Linked DNA regions of Mus musculus: region 2 is linked to region 1. Evidence: chromatin contacts called from public promoter capture Hi-C data. All regions are on one chromosome and are shown on one strand. Each heading gives the region's core, a stretch centred on a gene start, on an enhancer-like site or on the middle of the called end of the contact. The rest is flanking DNA. Distances are from core to core; before and after follow the strand shown. Region 1 holds the start of Hikeshi (heat shock protein nuclear import factor). Region 2 holds the start of Kctd21 (potassium channel tetramerisation domain containing 21).

Evidence for each region. Promoter capture Hi-C pulls out the DNA fragments that hold promoters and counts their contacts.
Region 2: a promoter capture Hi-C map of liver shows a contact between it and region 1, with 5 times the contacts expected there. The contact joins the promoter of Kctd21 here to the promoter of Hikeshi in region 1. A contact is called at or near these places in 2 of 39 promoter capture datasets (liver and pre-B cells).

What each region holds. Positions count from the first base shown.
Region 1 is chr7:89,938,742-89,944,204 of GRCm38.p6, forward strand. It overlaps Hikeshi (heat shock protein nuclear import factor), which reads right to left and starts at 2,463. Exons shown (of 5, transcript NM_026304.3): 1 at 2,228-2,463. The coding sequence starts at 2,257.
Region 2 is chr7:97,329,474-97,334,723 of GRCm38.p6, forward strand. Kctd21 (potassium channel tetramerisation domain containing 21) reads left to right here and starts at 2,850. Exons shown (of 2, transcript NM_001039039.3): 1 at 2,850-2,898. It overlaps Usp35 (ubiquitin specific peptidase 35), which reads right to left and starts at 2,636. Exons shown (of 11, transcript NM_001177412.2): 1 at 2,364-2,636.

The DNA.
Region 1 (5,463 bases), core at 1,213-3,712:
TACATAGTCAATCAAGACCAACCTCAAATTCCTGTCTCCACCTCCCAAGTACTAGAATTACAGCTGTGTGTCACCATATCCAACTACACAGTCTAATCCTTGACTTTAATTAAACAAAAAATGGGGGTAGGAGAATCTTTCCTTTCTTTGAGTTCTTTTTCCTTAAGAAGAAAACAAAAAAACCTAGGGCTAGTTAAGAGCACCGACTGCTCTTCCAAAGGTCCTGGGTTCAATTCCCAGCAACTACATGGTGGCTTACAAACCATCTGTAATGGAATCTGATGCCCTCTTTTGGTGTGTCTGAAGACAGCTACAGTGTACTTAAATATATCAAATAAATAAATGTTATAAAAAAAACCTAAGGTTGTGGTGACGAAGGCTTTTAATCCTCCAGCACTGGGGAGGCAGAGGTAGACAGATCTGAGTTTGAGGCTAGCCCGTTCTATAGAGCAAACTTCCAGGACACCTGGAACTACACAGAGAAATCCTGTCTTATAGAAATAAAAGGAAAAAGAAAAGACTCAAAGAATGAAAATTAGGTTTGTAAGTTTCAATAGGTGGTTTTTCTAGCAAAAGAATGGAGTTAAGTTCTGAGATGCTAGTAGTTCTATTTGTCCTTCATTTTCATTTATGTCTAATGATATACAATTCCAAGCCCCCAAAAAAATCTTGTCTTAAAGAAATATCCACTGGATATTTATCATATAAATTTAATGTTGGGCAAATAAAGCATATAGCCGGAAATTCCCTTCCAGATTAGCTCACAACATAACACAGACTCTACATAGGGTTTCATTGGTTTGTTTCGTTCTGTGGTAATGGGGTTTGAGGCCACATTTTGGGCTTACAATAATTCTGAGCTGGCTGTGCTGGCACACACCTTTAACCCAGCACTTGGATCTCTGAGTTCAAGGCCATCCTGGTCTGCAGAGTCCTAGGACAGCCAGCCAGGCGTACAGAGAGAAGGACCGGTCTCAAAAAAGACAGGAAAAAAGTGTTTTAACTACTGAACTACCCCACCACTGTTTTAGAGCCAGGGTCTAGCCTTGCAACTGTGGGTCTCCTCCCTCAGCCTTCTGAAGAGCTGGAAATACAGGTGTAAGACACGAAGCTGGGCTTTATTAATGGCAGACATCTGAGGAACACGTTCTTCTCAAATTGTTTCTTTCATCTTCCAAACCCCAGAGCTCCTACTGGGACATTCCAAAAGCTATTGACCAGGGTTAGCACTACCTCACCTCCACAGGAGCCTCCCATTCACTGCAGACAGAAGTCCATGGTTTCTTGGAACCACGTGTTTTTCTTAAGAGCAGCGTGTATAGAATACATTATCAAAAGCTGGTGAAAACGGAGGCGTGGAGCTCTCGCTTACCACACGTGAGGCACAATTTAACAAAGAGGTTGCAGTATTTAACAAAACAAGGAGAAACAAAACAAGAATAGCTCTAAAGAGAAAGGAGTCACGTCTCAAGACGGATACATCGCTGGTTTCTAAAGAGCAAACAAGATTCACTCTGGTTACTCCTCAACCACTCCCGCACTCATTTCATTTCATTTCATTCTAAGGCTCTGGCTAAGCAAGGGCATCTCTCTGACCAAAAAGAAAGCATTGTACTCGAATCCTTTAGTTATCACAGGTACGGCTCACACCTAAATTTCAGTCATTTCTATTAAGCAACTTGCAATTATTGTATTTTAAACTGGGTCGGTAAACTTCTGAAAGGGGGGGGGGGGCCTTCCAAAGACACCAAAAAGGAAAAACAAAACAAAACACCTTCATTGTCCGGAAAATTGAATTTTTCCGAAAACCACTTAGCTTTAGATTACAAATCTCAGCTTTACTTCTAAGTAGCATTATCAATTTACAAGAGTAATTACTACACTATCTACTGAGTGTACGTTCCTGAACAGCAAAGAGAGAAAGACTAGCTCACGAGTTACCACGGTTACGGCGAAATGCCGTACAGAAGGCTGAAATTAACAAGTAACTACAGCACTCAACCCAGCAGGTGGAACAAAATCCGCACTCAACAAAATGCAGTCACATCCTGACAGCCTCGCAAACACAGCTAAGAGTGGGGCCAGCGTCCCATTGCCCGTCCGTCGCACACGCCCAGGAAAAAAAGCACAATGACCAGGTTTCCCCGCGTTCCAAGCGCCGTGCACCGTGCCACCACCCAGCTCTCAGTCACCGACCCCTTCCTGCCACCGCCCGGGCCATCCTCACCAGCCTCCCCGCCACCAGGCAGCCAAACATGGCAGCGCCCTCGGCGCCTCTGCTAGGCCAGCGGGCACCTCAGGCCGGACACCAGGAATTCCGCAGCCACTGTCCTAATTGAACTCAAGAACCTTCCAGAATTTGCAGGAAGGAACGTGACCCTCCACTACATAACAACACAGGAACGCATCTGGGCCGGCGACCTCTGACCCTTCCTTCCTAACTTGCACGCCTCTCCGGAACGAGTACTTCCGGGTCATTACACCCATTTCCTCCTTCTAAGGTAGTAAGGAGGAGCTGGTATCGCGCTAAGACTACAAATCCCATAGTGCAGTGCGCCAGCCTCCCAGAGGGCGAGCCGGGAGAATTTGAAAGTTACTACTGATAGTACATGATTTCCGTGCCTGTGTGAGTCAAAGTTTCTAAAGGTGGTGCTGGGAGAAGACCTTTCTGGCGGTTGTGTAACATTTTAGGAGTAACAATACGCCTTTGCCAGAATCGTTTCACCCAGCCTCTCCTTTCAAAAGCTTAATGGGATAAATATTATCTCCGTTTTATACGGAGGGCAATTGGTTCGGCATAACCTGCCCGGAAGCTTGAAAAATTGATTTTTGGAGCGTAAATTCAAGTTGCAACCAACTTACTGCATTCTTCCTGACAAACATTATATCAAAAATGTTAATATATTTTTATCTCATTTTTATGGCAGTGTCTTATTACCTAGCCCAGGTAGACCTCGAACTTGTGCACTCCTTTCTCAGCCTCCAATTGCTGGAATTATAGGCGTGGACCACTAAAGCTATAGAGGTCCAGAAGTCCTTTTCCCCACTAAATACTAGTTTTAACACGTAGTTGTGTTCTTGCTTATATTTCTTGTAGTGCTTCACTTGTGCTTCCTCCCCGCCCCAACTAATGTGCTGTACAACTGTAGGCAAGCTATATAACAGCTTCATCAGTCAATCATCTGCAAACTGAGACAAATAGACCTATTGGGTTGCTGGAAGGATTAAATGATGAATTAATTGATAACTGCCACTAAGAATAGGGTCTGGTGCTGCTTAGGGAGTTTTGTTGTAAAAATGCCTTTTAAAAAAAATAATAATCTAAGTTTTCTCACTTTGGGGAGTTGTTTTCCAAGACAGGGTTTCTCGATGTAGCCTGAGCTGTTCTGGAACTCACTCTAGACCAGACTGGCATCAAACTCAGATCTGCTTCCCTCTACCTGCTAAATGCTACAATTAAAAGTATCTGATACTAGCTGGGCGTGGTGGCGCACACCTTTAATCCCACACATGGGAGGCAGAGGCAGGCAGATTTCTGAGTTCGAGGCCAGCCTGGTCTACAAAGTGAGTTCCAGGACAGCCAAGGCTACACGGAGAAACCCTGTCTCAAAAAGCCAAAAAATAAAAAAGTGTGTGACACTGCTGCTCATCTTTTGGGATTGGTGTTTGTTTGTTTGTTTTTATTCATTTATTTGTCTCTCTGTTTGTTTGTTTTTTAAATAGACAAGGTTTTGCATAATTTAGACTAGCCTGGACCGTGCTGTGTAGTCGAGGATAATACTGGATTCCTGATCCTTCTCCTCCACCTCCCGAGGGCTGGCATTACACACACACACAGCCCCATAACTGACTGACTTGTCCTTTGAGTTCTGGATGCATTTCCAGAAAAGGCTCATTGGAAACACAAAACATTATCTAAAGGAAGTAGCACCAAGGATCGACCGCCACCGCCACCGCACTCATTCTCCCTTTTTCAGCTTTAATCCCTGTGCCTTTTGCATGAGGAAAGAACACAGTCTTTTCGAAGCTTGATCTATCTGAGCATGGACCACCAGCCATAACAGGTCTCTCTTCCCCAGTGCAAACAGTGCAAGTCTTCTTCTTTTTTTTTTTTTTTGGTTTTTCGAGACAGGGTTTCTCTGTGTAGCCCTGGCTGTCCTGGAACTCACTCTGTAGACCAGGCTGGCCTCGAAATCCGCCTGCCTCTGCCTCCTGAACTTAGACTAGAAAGGATGTACGTAGTAAGACCACTGGCCGTCAGATTGCTTCTGTTCACTTCAGGCATTTACCAGCTGCATGATACACTGGCTAACCTAACATTCTCTTGTCTCTTTTTCACCATTTTTTTTTTTTTGGTTTTTTTTTTTTTTTTTTTTTTTTTTCGAGACAGGGTTTCTCTGTGTAGCCCTGGCTGTCCTGGAGCTCACTTTGTAGATCAGGCTGGCCTCGAACTCAGAAATCCGCCTGCCTCTGCCTCCCAAGTGCTGGGATTAAAGGCGTGCGCCACCATGCCCGGCTTTCACCATTTTTAAAATGGAATATTATCAGGATTTACCTAATAGGGTCGCTTTGATGGTTCTTACCTGTGAAATACTAAATAGTGGGTAGACTCCCGCTCAGTGTCAGTGATTCACTTTGCAGGGTTTCCTGTATAACTTCCCACCTTGGGTTCTGTGCATGTTCTGACTTTAGGAGCAACTCATACTATTCAACTTATATGTTCTTAGGCAACGTTTTCATTTGTCTGTGATGTGCATTTGATTGTTGCTCCTTTCCTTATAAGACAATCTTATTAGTAGCTTGAGAGCTGGCTAGCTTAGAAACTTTGTAATGATCTCTAGCTGTTTATTAATTAATTAACTTAGTCTTAGTCTTTATTATATAGGACTTGCTTTTTTTTTTTTTTACCATTTTCTGGTAGATAATTTTAGTTCTAGATTGGACAGAGAATTAGAGACAATAATTTAGTAACCTTTCTCCACATTAGATATCTGTAGAGTTAGGTCTGATTCTTCCTCCTAGCCCCGTGCTCCCAGAAATAAGACTCAGACTTTGACTAGATCATAATGTAAAATAGCCCGTTTATTCTAATCTATATTTCTTACCCGCGTTCACGCGACCGGCCAGGAAGAACGCAACAAACCGGAATCTTCTACGGCAAAACTTTATTGCTTACATCTTCAGGAGCAAGAGTGCAAGAGAGCAAGAGCGCAAGAGCTTTATTGCTTACATCTTCAGGAGCAAGAAGCAAGAGCCAGAGCAAGAGAGCAAAAAGGCGAAACCCTGTCCCTTTTTCAGGAGAATTATCCTCCGCCTAGGACGTGTCACTCCCTGATTGGCTGCAGCCCATCGGCCGAGTTGTCGTCACGGGGAAGGCAGAGCACATGGGGTGGAGAACTACCCTTGGCACATGCGCAGATTATTTGTTTACCACTTAGAACACAGGATGTCAGCGCCATCTTG
Region 2 (5,250 bases), core at 1,600-4,099, 7.4 Mb after region 1:
GTTCTGGGCCTGCAACTCCTAAGACTTGGTCATCTGTCATGGAGGGAACACACCGGTGCTGTGAGGGGAAGCAGGCAGGGATTTCAGTTCAACTCTTCCCCTCGGCAGCTCAGCTCCAGCCTTCCCACCCCCACTCCCCCAACCCGCCCCCATCAGCTTCTCTTCACTCCTTGCCTGGACTAGGACAGTAGTCTCCTGAACCTCACTCACTCTCTCATTCGATCCATCCTCCTGTCACAAGGCCTGGAGGACAGCAGTCCAGATTTTTAATTGCGCTGGACACCACCTCCATGGTAGCCTTGGTGACAGAGAAAGAGACCCCTTCAACTCTCAGCCTCTGAAACCCAAATGGAAGGTGACTGGCCACTTACCTCTTGGCCTTTCCCCAGCATGGCTGATGCCCTTGCCCAAACCCTGAGTCTGTGCCCTCAGCCTGCCAGCCTGCCAGCCTGCCAGCCTGGTGTCCAGGCACACTCTGTGTGGATGCTCCAGGAACCCGGGAGAGGGAACACCCCACCCAGAAGGCCCTGAGCCTTCATCTGTCCCTCATGGATAACCCTTGGCATTTCAGCTGTGTGTTGACAGTCCCCTGCTTGTGCTTCGGAGAACCTGGCTCTTCCCTATCACCATGGGGGTTAGGGGGGTCCTGAGCTCAACCTCCATCACCTCCTCAGCCTCTCTCCCTCAGCAATGCCATCAGATTAACCTCATTTCTGAAAAGTTCCCTCTTGCCTGGCTACTCAGACCCTCAAGGCCACTAGGCCCCTCAGTCAAAGCCCATACTCGAAAGCCTGCCACTTGGGCTGTCTATGTGACACCACACTGATATTAGGCATAGATGGAAATTGGAGAAAGGCTGTTTTGTTTTGTTTTGTTTTGTTTCTGTCCTCTCTATGGGAAAGGGCTTGCCTCTTCTTTCCTGGCTAATTCTGACTCATCCTGCAATGCCCAGTTCACAAGCCATTCCCTGTCCCTCCACAGAGCGAGTCTCTAAGCTCCGGTTCCCAGGCCGCCTTGGCTCCTTCATCCTCTGCAGTCTAACTTGCTCCAGCACGCTCTCTCTCCTACCTGGCTAGGGTCTGACTCTGGAGGAAGTAGATCCAATCCTGTTCTGTACACAGCGCCCAGGATGATAGTGTGCCCAGGGGCAGAGGTGGCCATGTATCTAGGTGTGCCTAGATATTGATGAGAGACATTTGGTAACAAAACGAGATAAAAATCAAAGATGTGACCAGAAAAGTAGTATCCAGAGACAGAGTTACCTTGAGGCCAGTCCCTGTCCCTCCTCAGCCTGGGCCTGGACTCTAATATCCATGACCCTTGAACATCTGCGAGATACCTCACAGAGGCCAAAGAAGACTCAGCCATTCCAGAAATGGCCCATACAAACAAGGCAGAAAAAACAATAAGAAACCCCAGCTCCTGGTTAGCCCCTGGATCTGCTGTTCCCAGATCTCCTCAAAGGGGAGGAGGGAGGGTCTGCAGGTCCCTGCCCTGCGTTGGGGAGGAGGGGGTTCATCTGCTGTCCTCTCAGCCCCTCACATTCATGCCCCCACACCCTGACTCCTATGGACGCCAGGGTTCACTCGGGTCTCTTGGCAGCAGAATGTGTTTTAACTCAGTGTCTTACCAAGGCAACCCTAGCATGGCACCCTTCCCCCTAGGAGGCCTCGACCAGCCCCAGGCTGGGTCCTGGAAAGACAGGAGTGAGGGCTTTGCTAGTGACAGGCAAGAACAACCCTGTTACTGAAGAGGAATTAGAGAGATGGAAGAGAAGATGAAGAGAAGTCCCCTCTGGGACTGTCCACACTCGCCCCTGATTACAGAGCCACCACTCACTAACCTCTGCTAACCCAGCCCCCACTCCCAGCCCAGACTTTCTCTGAGGGAGGACAGGCGCTTAAGCTTCAGTTCTGCAATCTGCAAGCGATGTCAAGGCCCCCGGACTCCAGGACAAAGATGATCAGACTGCCTCTGGATCCTCAGTGTCTACTCCAGTTGGGCCCCCTCTCTTCCTTCCTTACGCCTGTTTAGCCCAGACTGGGGGTTCTCCGCAAAAAGATTGCCAGGCGTCATGGTTCTAGTTGTGGCTGCTCTCAGGACTGAGAGGTACAGAAGCTGGAACTACTCAGTTGATGAAGGAGATGGTTAAGGCTCAGAGAGGGGCAGTTAGAAGGCCAAGGTCACACAGCAAAGGCCCAGAAGCACCTAGATCCCCCACCTTCCAATCTCGTGCTCTCAGAGTCCTAAAGATAAGTAAGGAGCACTCGAAATGTCAAGAGTGCAGACACTGCCCCCGCCCCCCGACATGAGCACTCAAACACCCAAAGCCCCCTTAACTCCTAGACTTCAGAGGGCCTTACCTTAGAACCCACTCCTGGGCGGGGCGCATGGGCCGGACTAGACTAGGCTGGGCCAGTCGAGGTCAGGGCGGGTCCTCCGCTCCCCTACCGAGGGGTCCCAGACCGCAGGGATGCTGCTGCTACTTTGTGATGTCCAACTCCACCCACCCCGCTCCGCACAACCCTAGATGGACCTGGGCAGTGCAACTGCGCGGTCTCAGAGCTGCGGGACGGAACTGGGAGAGGGGTGAGGTGCGGGGAAACGGGGCGGAGCCACAGCGGGGGTTACCCTGCGAGCTCCCAGTCGGGCCGCGTCCCCTTTAAGGCCAGCTGGTCCCAGTGCCGGCGGGGCGGGCCAGTAGGGGGCTGGCTCTCCGCGTAGCCTCCTGGGAGGTGGAGTCCGGGCCCGGCACGCGGCACAGGAAGGAACGCAGAGGGGACTACAAGTCCCGGCGGCCAGCGCGCGGCCCGGGACGACCCGCCCCTGCCCCAGCCCGGCCCACCCCCTAGCGAAGCTGCGCTGGCTGGAGGGGAGGCTGCCGAGCGAGGGCAGGAGGTGGGTGCGGTGCGCAGGGGTTTCGGGGAGGGCTCTGGACCCAGCGGACGCATACATGTCTTTCCGGGCACCTGTCCTGCCGTGAAAGGTCATCTGTCGCAGCCTCGCTGTTCTCATCTGTGAAATGGGGTAGCCCCGCCCGTGGCCGCGGGGGAGGGGCGCGTTTCGGGGTGAGGGGGTAGACCGAACCACCTGAGGGGCGGGGCTGGAGAAAGGGATGCGCTGTGGGAGGAGCCTTTGGTGGGTTAGGAAGAGGAGCCGAGTCTCTAGGTGAGAAGGGGACCTCTTGTTTGATCAGAAGGGACCGGTTCCAGAGCTGAGGAGTGGGTGCTGGGTTAGGTGGGCGAGCGCGAGGCGGACCACAGGGATGACAGGGACCCCTCCCAGCTCTAGTGAACCCAGGGCGTGTGGATGTACACAGCACCATTCTTTCCATGTGACTAGAAATAAAGAGCCCATCCCTGGAGCTCAGTGCGTCACACACATACTCATTCTACTCACATCCCGCCAAGGCCTCACCGTGATAACTGTTTCCAGTTGAGCAACACACCTGATAAGTGACTTGCCCCCAAAAGCCTTCAAAGACCCTGCCTTTCTCTGCCCACAGGGGAAACAGAGGTTTGGTCTGGGGTGACAGGAAAGAAGCAAGCATTGTGATGCCCCACCCATCCAAAGTTGTGCTCCAGGACCTGTGCCCTAGCACTTTCAATGCCCAGCTACAAGGCAACCCAATGCCCCACCCATCCAAAGTTGTGCTCCAGGACCTGTGCCCTAGCACTTTCAATGCCCAGCTACAAGGCAATCCAATGCCCCACCCATCCAAAGTTGTGCTCCAGGACCTGTGCCCTAGCACTTTCAATGCCCAGCTACAAGGCAACCCTTCTATGGTGTCTTCAGGCTGGAGCTATTTGAAAGCCCTTTGTTTACAGTTATCACTGTTGGGAGGAGTGGGAAGGCCACAGGAAGAGAAAGCTGAAAGGAGGTGTGGGTGCCTGAGGAAAACCACAAGATGAGCCAGGGTGGCTAGGGAAAGTTCTGCCTGCGGTTGAGGGATGGTGTTGGGACCATCTTCAACAAAGCATTTCTGTGCAAGCAAGGAAATGCCTCAGGTTGGGTGGTCTCTTCTTCCAGCCCACCCCCACCCCGCCCTGATGGGCACAAATCCCAGTGCCCCTTGTGTGAACTGAGGGGAGCAGCCTGTAGGCCTCTCAGAGATAGGACAGGGCAAGGTGGCCGTCAGCTGTTGGGTGTGAAAGGATGAAGGGGAAGTCTGCAGAGCTCTGGGCCAAAGCCCTATCCTGGAGATCACCCTGGGTAAGGCTGGGAAGCTGCTAGGTGATCGGCAGTCGTCACTCACTTGAACCCGGTGCTCTGTCCCTTCCCCTGCACAGTGGAAGCCACCATGGCCTTGGCAGCATGACAGCCAATTAGACATTGTCCTACACATTTGATTCCAAAGTGAAAATTCAAGGGAGTATTTTCAAAATGAAAAGTTTTAAAGTGTTTATCTCCAAAACAGGGACATAAATAGTCCTGTTGGTGCACAAGTCCGGGAAGGTGAAGATAGGTCTAACTAAACAAAGTTAAAAAAAAAAAAAAAAAATGTCTTCCCTACTCCCTGCCCAGCCCCAGTTTCTGGGGATAGCAAGGGATTTCTTCAGCAGGGAAGCCAGGCTCCTACTTAGGTTAACTGTGCTAAGTACTGAGCATAAAGTACTGTGCTAAGTACTGAGCATAAAGTGCTTTGAGTCAAAAAGGATGGTGTGGGTGCTACAGGTGAGGCTTGGCAGCCTGATGAGATTTTTCCTTCAAAATCCTGGCCAAGGGGAGGCTAGAAGTCAAGTTGCAGAGGAAGGGAAGGGCCTGTCATGCTGGTCTATAAAGCCTACGAGAGTGTCTATTTCATGAGGCAGTGGTGGCTCTCACCTTTAATCGCAGCTCTTGGGCAACAGAGGCAGGCGGATTTCTGAGTTTAAAGCCAGCCTGGCCTACAGAGTGAGTTCCAAGACAGCCAGGGCTACACAGACAAACCCAGTCTTGAAATACAGAAAGAGAGGAGAGAGGGAGGGAGGGGGGAGTAGAAATTAGCATGTTGAGTAACTATCACAGTTTGAACTGTCATGGTTTTCCTGGCCGCCACCATCTTCCCTCGGAGAGCCTACCACAAACACTGACTCTGGGCAAAGACCATATGCTGTCCTCTACCCCAGAAGTCCCATTGGTTCTCTCTGCCCATGCTCAGCACACCTTGGCTGCACAGCAGGAGTCTCCTTCCTGCCACTTGACAGCCACAGATGCTAGGCTCAGGAGGATGCTGTTGTCAGAAACAAGGCCCAGACAGCCATATCTCAA